Regions from separate parts of the Gossypium hirsutum genome. Here region 2 is linked to region 1. A link is a contact called in public Hi-C data. All regions are on one chromosome and are shown on one strand. The core of a region is the stretch at or near the end of the contact, and the rest is flanking DNA. Distances in the headings are between cores, read along the strand shown.

Evidence for each region. Hi-C and Micro-C count contacts between places; a contact is called where the count stands out from the background.
Region 2: a contact with region 1 is called in a Hi-C map of leaf, with 2.5 times the contacts expected there. The contact joins the promoter of LOC107909626 here to the promoter of LOC107909663 in region 1. A contact is called at or near these places in 7 of 34 Hi-C or Micro-C datasets (hypocotyl and leaf).

Annotation. Positions count from the first base shown.
Region 1 is chrD02:62,100,059-62,105,126 of Gossypium_hirsutum_v2.1, reverse strand. It overlaps LOC107909663, which reads left to right and starts at 1,988. Exons shown (of 3, transcript XM_016837279.2): 1 at 1,988-2,962; 2 at 3,825-4,075; 3 at 4,984-5,068. The coding sequence starts at 2,301. The coding sequence ends at 5,018. LOC107909662 (probable serine/threonine-protein kinase PBL28) reads right to left here. Exons shown (of 7, transcript XM_016837276.2): 7 at 4,769-5,068. The coding sequence ends at 5,015.
Region 2 is chrD02:62,323,659-62,329,404 of Gossypium_hirsutum_v2.1, reverse strand. LOC107909626 (protein PLASTID REDOX INSENSITIVE 2, chloroplastic) reads left to right here and starts at 3,092. Exons shown (of 3, transcript XM_016837231.2): 1 at 3,092-3,445; 2 at 3,570-3,665; 3 at 4,830-5,230. The coding sequence starts at 3,182. The coding sequence ends at 5,018. LOC107909624 reads right to left here. Exons shown (of 14, transcript XM_041088352.1): 14 at 5,421-5,746. The coding sequence ends at 5,597. It overlaps LOC107909623 (DEAD-box ATP-dependent RNA helicase 22), which reads right to left and starts at 1,689. Exons shown (of 8, transcript XM_016837225.2): 1 at 1,236-1,689; 2 at 512-796; 3 at 224-337; 4 at 1-125. The coding sequence starts at 1,556.

The DNA.
Region 1 (5,068 bases), core at 739-3,238:
AAAAAGTAGAAAAAAAATAAAGAGAAAAATAATGTAAAATAAAATAAAATAATTAAAAATTAGTTTTTAAATTTTATATGACCTCACGGTCTATTTACTGGCTGATTTTTTTACGGATATAATACTTCGGTGTAAAATAAGTAATGCAAAAATAATTTAAGTATCACTTGTGACAAAAAATTAGTTTACTATATTATGGGTTAAGTTTTTTTAATAGACTTAACAGTTTAACTAACGGGGCATCAGCTTGGAAAAAAATAATTTACGTATCACTTGTGACAAAAAAAAAAAAAGAGTTGAGGTACCAAGATGAAAAATGACATAGCTTAGGTATCATTTTATAGGTTAAGTGTTTTTTTTTTGTCTAGACCTCATCATCCATCAATATCAAGGTTTCCTTAAAAAAAATAGAGAGAATTAACCTTGAAATGCAGTAAAGTCTCTAGAATCCCATTCGTCCATTAAATTTTTTTCTGTTATAGAGAGGTAGTTGTTATAAACCTACCAAAGAGTTCATATCGTGAATTTTCATGAAATAAATAAAGTGTGAATTGTGTTCAAAAAGAAAGAAAGCGAGAATCAAATCAACAACATTAAAAGATGTATAACAGGTGCATGCATTATTGCTTTTATGCGTCTTTTATTTTATATTCTTTCACATTTTTAATTCATAAATTTAACAAATTCAATTAATTAACATGAGTTATTAAATTCAAGTAATCAATTTATAAGTTTATAATGTTCCGAATTCATAATAGAATCTTTAATCAGGAAACTTAATAATTTATTGAATGGATCTCTTTAATTCCACTTATAAAATATTATTTTCATTTAATAAAATATGATTAATAGAATTTTTAAATAAGAAGGGTTAAATTTATTAAATTATTTAGAATTAGGATCAAATCGATAGAATATGTAAGTATTGATGATTAAATGTGTTATTATACTGGTTAGAAAAAAGGCTTTCCGTTATCAATTTAACGATGAGTGACCAAAATATGAATAGATTCAAACGCTAGTGCCTAAATTGAAAAATTTTAAATTTGGTTATCAAAACAGAAACGCGAGCATAGTTTGGGTGATCATTTGTATAGTTTTTCCTAGATTTTTTGATGTGAAATTTAAACATTTTATTGAAATAATATTTTAATTAAAATATTTTTTATTAATAAATTATAATTAATAGATTTGCTTATATGAAATATCTATAATTTTATTTAAAATTTTAGACAATATGTTGTCATAGAGAACTAACTTAATAAATATGTATTCCACAACTATGGATGTTGCTGTAATCAATGAAAAATTGTTACAAAAGGGTGAAATAAAGTATAAAAAATTGATTCTACTAAAAATTTGATTATTATAACAAAATACTGTGATAGAGGATAATTGTTATAGACAGAGTTGATTGTGTAATTATTTTGAGAGTAAATAAATAAAATAGAATCAAATAATGTTAAAAAATTTAAGAAATGAAGATATAGTTTACGACTAAACCTGATCATGGGTCAGGCCACCCGTCTAGGCCTGAAGGCTCGTCCGAAAAATGAGAGGGTTTGGAATAAATATAGGCTCGAAAAATGAGTTTAGACAAAAAATAAGATCTGCTTTCTAAATGGACCGAGCCTCGGGTAAGTTTTTTTGGGCTGAGCCTGAACCTGACTAATGTTTTTTTTTTCATGTTATTTTTCTGTCATTTTGTTATTATATTTTTAATATATTTTCAAGTTTTTGGAAAATATCTATTTTAATATTTTGATGTACTTGATGTATTATATATTTTAAATTTATTTTTATATAAAAAATTTACTACAGACCAGGTTGGGCTCGAAATTAACATTTATTTATCTGAATTGAGATTGAACAAAATTTTAAACTCGTTTTTTAAACCGAATTTAAAAAACGAGTATACATTTTGACTTCGATCTTACCCGAACCAGACCCTGATAAGGTATATATAGTACACATTGGAGGAATAATACAACACGTGCCTTGAGACAAACATGGTAGGATTTGGTTTGCCCTCAACCGATCAAACTGGTTATCTATTTGTGTTCTTCCGTCACTTCGCCAGTTCACAAAATCGTAAATAAAGACAATTCTCACCAACGAAAAGAGGAAGACATTCAGTTATCAGATTTACCCTCAAAATCGTAAATAAAGATAATTCCCACCTACGAAAAGAGGAAGACATTCAGTTAGCAGATTTTACCTTGATAAATTATTCGATGATGTTTCCCAAATTTGTCTCATCATCAACTGGTTTTGATCTCAAATAAGTTAAAACAATTTCTATGGCAATAGCAGCAGCACCACCACTTAAGCTGTCTCCTTACTTAGATCCTCAACAACAGCCACGCTTACAAACCGAATTTAATCCCATAAAAAGGGTACCCTTCCTTTCATCTAGAAACCCTCTCCTTTGTGTCTGCAAACTCCATCGTTACAATTTCAAGTGTTGTCTCCCTTCTTCTTCCTCCACCAACTCCGTCACTCCAGCTCAATACTACTCCTTTCTCGATGAATCATATAGGGGAAGCCGTGTTTTAACCAATGAAGAGCTTGAAAAGCTCAAAGCTTTGGAGTCTTTCGTTTATCTTCAAGAGTTGGAATCTTGGTCGTTGTGGGTTCGGGTCATGAGGATTGAGGAGATGGATATGACTGTCGGGTTGTTGGCTTTGTCATTCGCTGAATCAATGCTCATGTCCTTGCAATACGAGGCTTTGTTGAGGTTCTTCGTGAAACAGTATTTGATTGAGAGGAGAGCTTCGATGCCACACGCTGTCACTCTTGTTGGGTTCTATAGAGAGGAAGGTGGGAAGAGAGGTGAGGAACTGGCTGGAACAGTGGAGGTTTGCTTTGACAAAAGGGGTGCTAACGCTTCTCCTCCTACACCTACGCCTCCCAGGAATTCTCCATATATTTGTAACATGACTGTCACAAAGGAGCTTAGAAGGTAAAGGGTTTCATTTGTTTTTCCTTCTACTTTTGTTTTAGTTTTCTGTATTCTTTATTTGGTGGATATTATTGGAACGGAATTATGACATGATGTTTTGTAATGTTAAAACCATATTATGCCTAAGTCTCTTAGTTATTGTGTTCAATTTAGTCCAAGTTGAGTTGTTCATTTGGATAATGGTGGCTGCACAATAGTAGGGTCAAAGATTATTGGTAGGTTAACCACCAATTGAAAGACAACGTGGTATTTGTAATGTTCAAGCCATTATGTAAAAAGTTACTCTTGTGGTCAATAAGCTTTCATTGCAGGTTGAGTTTTTCCTTTGTCAGTTTTTTCACATCTTTGTACAATGGCCTGTTCTTTGGCTCTAAAAATGGAAAAGAATTCGAGGCACAGAATACAAATTTTACAATTTGCTAAATCTGGGAATGATATTGATTGAATAATGTTGTAATGGTAATTCAGATCTCTTCCATTTAATTTGTCATGGAATTTTACATAGATGGAATTTAAATTTCATAGACAAGCTACTAGATTCTTTAAATTTAACCCTTTTTTTATGATTTTATTGTTATAGCTCTAAAAGTCTCAATGCTTGATTTTTCTTGGTTCCATGAATCCTTATTAATCTGCAAATTCAAAATTTTCTAGTTTGAGAATGGAATCAAGAGGCTGACTAATTCCATGCATGGTATTTGCTATACTGAATTGTTGCTCCAATCCTTTGTACTTTAATGGCTCTTATGAATTGTAATTATAAACATATTTTCTATGCACAGCTTGTTCAGTTTTTTTAAAAAAAACTCTCTTTTTTTTTCAATTTAATTAAATTGTTGGTGTTTGCATTTGAATCATTTAGGAGAGGCATCGGTTGGCATCTTCTCAAAGCAAGTGAGGAGCTAATATCCCAAATGACTTCTTCAAAAGAGATTTATTTGCATTGCAGAATGATTGATGAGGCTCCATTCAACATGTACATAAAAGCAGGATACAATGTTATTCAGACAGATAGTATCTTTATCTTGTTGACATTACAGAGACGTAAGCACTTGATGTGCAAGAAACTCCCTGTATCTAACAGTTTCCCAGAGCCAGATATGTCAGAATCCGGTGAGGAACCTTCCTCATAAACATATAAGTTGCAATCATACTGTAATCATAACCTTTTGAGCTACGAGCAGTTCAAGTCATACACGATACCTTTATGTTTATCTTGTTTAATGAAACTCTCACCTCCTCTTCTACTGTTACTGTTGTAAACCTGTCAATTTTTGCTGCTTTGAGATGATTTAGTTCTTGTATCTTTCTTCTGCACCGTCTCTTTTCATAGTCCCAAATGGAGTTCAGAAAGCTTGCTAGGATCATCCATTTGGGTGGATTTCGTACTAGGAACTTGATGGCTACTTACAATATCGCCTTGTGTTTAGTTTATCATGTGCATGGTAGAGCACACTTGAAAGGTAAATTGTATCCAGCATATCCATTGCTTTTGTCATTTTTTGTCAAGTTATTGTCTTTAGCTCGTAAACAAACTTCTAATGCACCTCCTCTCTCCTGCTTTGTTTACGTGTTCTTGAGCATGAACTTATGATCAGGAAAGGGAGAAAACGAAATGTCTTTCCATGTGCTTTTGTCATTGTTGGTACAAATGAAATTAAAGTAACTATTTGTTTACATTTTTTATTTTGGTGCAGAATAGTTTCTAAATCACTGTGTTTATACAATGTATAATGCATCGAATTAGCTACACCAAGCAAAATATTAGCAAACAAACTGGTGATACTGGACTAGAACTAAAAGTACTGAGGAAATATTATCTCTTAAAAAGTTTCAGTTCTCCAATAGTTTCCTTACCATGGAATGACTTTCGACGTGGTCCTACTAAAGTTGCTTTTGTTTTGACTCATAGATAACTCAAATACCTTATGTTTTCATGTATTTTATCCAATTGCCCTGGTAATAGTGTTTTTTCATAATTTGAAGTGTCCTTATTGTTGATATGATTTTAATTTTCCCAGCTGGTGAAAGATCCACATTTCTCAACCCATCCTAAAAGCCATGCCCTAGGCCTTTTGCATTTGTACAGAAAATCAGTTGAAGTTC
Region 2 (5,746 bases), core at 1,843-4,342, 220 kb before region 1:
GGATTCTCAGATCCAGCTTTATTCACCCGAGACAATAGCTTTTCATCAAAACGGAGCATGTGTATAAGACGAATAACATGATTCTCAAAGCCCCCGGAAAGGAGCATATCTGCTTCATCAAAAACCTGCCAATTATTGTAAACACACTTTTTCTTTTAAAAAAAGGCCTTGTAGTTTCCCAAATAACCAAAAGGAATATAAAGTAATGAGTGAGAAAACATACCACATACTTTACAGCACGAATGAAATCTGAACGATGATGTTTTTTGGGGTCTATACTGTTCAAAAGAGCAACTGGTGTTGACACAATAACATCCGGTTCATTCACCGGCCACCCCTGTAGTAAAGGGTCATATTTGTGACCATCAGATTTTATCAATAAAAAAGGAACAATGCCAAATATATACATGCACCTGAAAAAATTTAAAAGCACCCTCTAAGTTCCAATAACATTAAAAACCATGAATACTACCAATGCCAAAGAGATATGTGTTGATGTTCACAAAAATACCTGTCGACCACACACCGCTGCAACTCTGAGAAGTGGTCTACCATCACCGCCTGAAAGATCATTAGCCATTCGAACCACTTGTTCACAGAGCAATACATTTGGGCAAAGAACAATGGAGAAGGTACGTGAAGAAACAGTAGCTTTCTCCAAATCATTGTCCGCATCATGCCGAGCACCATAGAGCTTATCAATTAGAGGAACTAGATAACCATATGTTTTACCACTGCCAGTTTCTGCTGCAATTACTACATCTTTTCCGGAGAGAATAGATGGCATGCAGGCAGCCTATAATGATGCATAAGGGAAACCAAAAGCCACCAGTTAAAAGTGAGAAGGTCGAATAGAAAAAAACAAAAACAAAAAAAAACGAAGGTGATAAACTAACTATTGGCCTCAATAAACTAAAACTCCATGTCGAATTCAAACATATTGAGTACTAAATGATATATGCATTTGCTTTGTTGTTTTCGGTAATATGTTTAGAATAATAAAATATATGGATGTAAAAAAATTTTGTTCTACCCCTTTCAGATTTTGCTCTTTAACTGTCGGCAGCATCAAAATTGATTGAACAAAAACAAATAAGTAAAGAGCCAAGCCAACTCTAAAGTAAATACCAATCATTTTGTTCTTTAAAAAGGCATTGAACAGCAAAATTAACGAGAAATGGAGCTTAAATCACAAGGAATATATATGAATTCATCAAAAGAAGAAGGTGAAGCACCTGAACGAGGGAGGGCCTGTCGAAACCGGCATTGGAGAGAGCTTGAGAGATCCGATCAGATAAGCCTAGAGACTGCCAGGAAACAGTGTCTTCAGCAAAGAAGGTGTCCGTCCCAGTGTTCTTTGGAGAAGAGGCGGTAACAACGGCGCTACTGAAGGCCCTGGTTCGGCGGCTGTAGGATTGATTGAGCCAAATTCGGATTCGAGGAGATAGTGCGGAAGTACAGAGAAAAAAGGAGGGAGTGAAATGAGAGAGGAGCTTTGGGGTGGTGGTTGACAAACTGAAGGAATGGAGCATCGCAGTGGAGCGACGTAAAATCATTGCCACTGTTGAGATAAGCTTTTTCTATTTTTCTGGGGCTTTAAAACTGGCAGGAAGGGAGGAGATCAGGGTTTAGGGTTTAATCCTCTTCACCGCTGCTTAAGCCTTCTTTAGCCTTGTTTATAAGAGCCACAAACTACCTGTTCACTCGTAAGTCGTAACTAATGTTAAACCAAAGTACAAAAATTTTAAGAAAATGTGTGTATTTTGGGTAAATTGTGTTACACAAAATATTATTAAATTTGTAATAATTTATATGATTAATTAATGCTTTATGTAATTTATATAAAATATTGCTTAATTATATAAATTATTAATTACATAAAGCATTAATGAATCAAATAAATTATTATAAATTTATTAATATTTTGTAAACATAAAATAAAATTTTAATATTTTAAAAAATAAATAAATTAATTTTAATTTAATAGTTACAAATTGATGGACATTATTAAAGATAAAGAAAATTAACAATTTATTTAATTGAATTTAATGTTTTAAAATTTAAAATTTTAATATTAAAAATAAATTTAGAATTTTTGACAAGGATATAAATAAGTATAATTTAACAAAATTTTAATACATTATTTTAGTTTATATTGTTTTTTCACTTAATTCTTAATTTTTCTCAAACTAATACTTAAAACAAACAATTTTTTTGTCACCCATGTTGATTTACTAAAATGAAAATACTTAACTGATAAAAGTGTAAAAGAAAAATTGGTAACTAAAAGTTAGATAACCAACTCAATAAATTGCACCAATATTTTTTATAACACTTGAAATTATAAACCTCGAGTCTGACTCAATGGCTTTTTCACAATTTCTTTTTTTTTTAAAAACATTTTTCAACTGTAATAACAATAATAAATTAGCTTTTATAGCATTAGAAAAACATTTATGGTCGGAAAAATTGATGCTAAATAACAACCTTTTTATGAAAGAGAATAACATAAAATAGTTTGAAAATTATTTAATAGAAAAGTAGTATTTCGGTCTTTGACTTAAATACAACAGTGGTTAAAGTTCTTATTAGAGAATTAATTGGTACTGTTACCCCATCTTTTACTTATAATATGGTATAAAAAAACGAAAAGCAATATTTCATAAAAAAAATTCTCTTCGTTGCATATAGATGGCAATATCCGGCCTAGGGTTTTTTTTTTGTTAAAATGTGTTATAAGTCTTTATACTTTTCAAAAATTAGGAATTTAATCTATTTACTTTTTAGATTTCTGAATTCAAGTTCAACTATTAACCCTGTTATTTTTTAAAAAAAATTTATTGCTATGACATTTTTTAAATAAAAAAAACTCACTTGGTAGCTATGTAATTTTAAAAAACAAATTTGTAAATAACTTGAATTTAACAAAAAAATTAATAGTATTAACAGTGGGACCTGAATTTTGAAATCTGAAAAATAAAATGATTAAATTTCATGAAATAAAAATATAGGGATTAAATTATCAATTTTCAAAAAGCAAAGGGACTTGTGGAAGATTTTAACCTTTTTCTTTTTCTTTAACTGTAAAACTAAAAATAAAAAGCATAGGGGTTTTAGGATAAACGTTAAACCCCCGAAGGGTAGTAGAAGAACAAAAGAAGATAAGAGAGAGCAGAAAGAGATGGGTTCATTGAGCAAAGCTCTTCTCTCTTCCACGCTTCGCTCTCTTCCCTCCTTTTCTTCTCCCCCCACTCCCTTCTTCTCCTTTTCTTCTTCATATTCATTCACTCCAAATTCCCCTTCCTTTGCATTCAAAAGCTCCTTCACTTCTTCTTTAACTAGCAAAGCCCCCACACCCAATTCGCTCTCTTTCTCGTCCACCACCTTCATTTGCAAAGCTGCCGAGTACAAATTCCCTGACCCAATTCCCGAATTCGCTGATGCTGTAAGTTCCCCTTTCTTCCTCTCTTCCCTTTAGCATGCGGTCGCCTTCCAATAACTCGGGTATGACTTTATGTTAACGGATAATTCACTTGTTGGGTTTGTTTTTTTCATCTATGGTACTTCAGGAAACGGATAAATTTAGGTCGCATCTGCTCAACAAACTGTCCAAGAAGGATACTTATGAAGACTCGGTTGAAGAAGTTGTAGGAATCTGCACCGAGGTAGTCCTCTTTCTGTTTTCTAACAACATTTTCTTCTTATTTTGATTGTTGGTGGGGCGTGCGTATGATTGTTGTTTGAGTGGATATTGAAGATTACGCGTGATTAAATCTCTCTTCTTTCAGAATATGACATCCTATTCATAATTATCACGATGACACTTGCTAAAGAAACTAAAACAACAATTTTATCACAAGGTTTGAACTTTGAACTTCAAATGAGATTATTATGAATGAGAATGGCTTGGTTTTTCAGAACCTGTTTAAAATAGTTTCAATTGGTCAATTATGAAGTTGTCTGGGAAAACCTGACATTTTTTTTAGAAAACGGTGGAATATAAGCTCACCATCAATCTTTTGACCTTTTTTTTCTCTCAGATCCCTTTGTCTCATAGCTAGTGTGGTAATAACAGTTGGATCATATAGAACATACTCAGTCATAGGTAGCCCATTGTCCCAAAGAAAAGGAAGAAGAGGAAGTTAATCCTAGTACTGGCTTCGCATTGAAAAAATACACTGTTTCATAAGGATCTTTAAGTATGCATTCCTCTACTATTTGGCATATATTGGTTTACAATTAACCAAAGAATATTCCGTGGATAATGCCACTTGAACATGTTTGTATGTATCAAGGAACAGGCAGAATGCTTGATAAATTCTAGTGAATTGAATGGTGTCATTTCATTCAATCCTAAACTTGCTTACAATTACCTTAGGTAGCACACTCTAGAGATGCCATGAACAGAAGGGATTCATGAGCAGTAGTTACCCTTTGCTGTTTGTCGTTCATGAGCAGAATTCATTAAAATAGAGATAATTGTGTGTCATTTGTTTAGTTACATAATATCTGCGTAAATAGAAAACCTAGGTATGTAGTCAAAAGAGTTTAAACAAATGGAATAGCTTATCCATAAAGGGGAATAAATAATGAATGAAAAGGCCTCCTGTTTGTGTTTTGTTGCTGTCATCAGAGGCTGATTGTTGGGAGAATAAACGGAAAACAAGTCCTTTGTTCTTAGTGGCAAAGAACAATATACTAAACCAGTGCTTCTAATTGGTATGCAGTAATGGAATAAACATTTCATTTGAGCGCTATCATATTGTTGTGGTGATCTATCTAATTAGACAATCACTCAAATTATGTTGTTTCTGGTTTATTCTGAGCAGATATTTAGTACTTTCTTACATACTGAATACGGTGGTCCTGGGACACTCTTGGTCATACCTTTCATTGACATGGCTGATACTATAAATGAGCGTGGGTTGCCTGGAGGACCGCAAGCTGCACGTGCTGCAGTTAAATGGGCGCAAGATCATGTAGACAAGGACTGGAAAGAATGGACTGGCACCAATTAACATAGAATCTAAAAGCCTCCTTATATCAGGAATGTATGTTGTAAGAGCTAGTTCAGTATTGAAAATAGCATTTATTCTTACCCTGCTTCCTTTCGAGATTGAGGTGTCATTGTGATTCTGTGTCTGAGCCGGTTTTGTTATCGTATGTAGTTTTAAGGAAGCTTTGTATCAGATATCCATGACCAGAATATGATGCATAGACAATTTTGCAATTTTAAGCTGTTGATTTTTAAGTAGAAACTGTTGTATCACTGCCTTACAAATTTGAATACAAAGACAAGTTCATCCCCGTTATCACTTGGGTGTTCAGAGAACTTAAAACTTGTTCTTTGGATTAATATGAAAAAACCATGTTGCTCCAAATTGTTCACATCAGAAACAGAGAAAATAACTAAAACATGATTACATGACTAACCAGGAGGTATTTAGATTACTTAATAAGAAATAGAGCTTCGCAATCTATTGCAACCAGGTGGAAAACATTTACTGCTATACATTTTACATCCTACTAAGAAACAGTTAACAATGGACATCTGCCATAAACTAAACTTGTCTAATTGTATTTAAGGGAATCCAAGTTACAAATTTGATCGATTACGATCCATCATTTCTTCCCTATCAATGAATCGCTCCAAGAGCTCGCTCTCTTGCAAAACTAGGCAGTCTTCACTCTTCCCAAACCAGTCATAACGCCGCTTGGCAATGAAATCATAAACTGCATCCCTCAA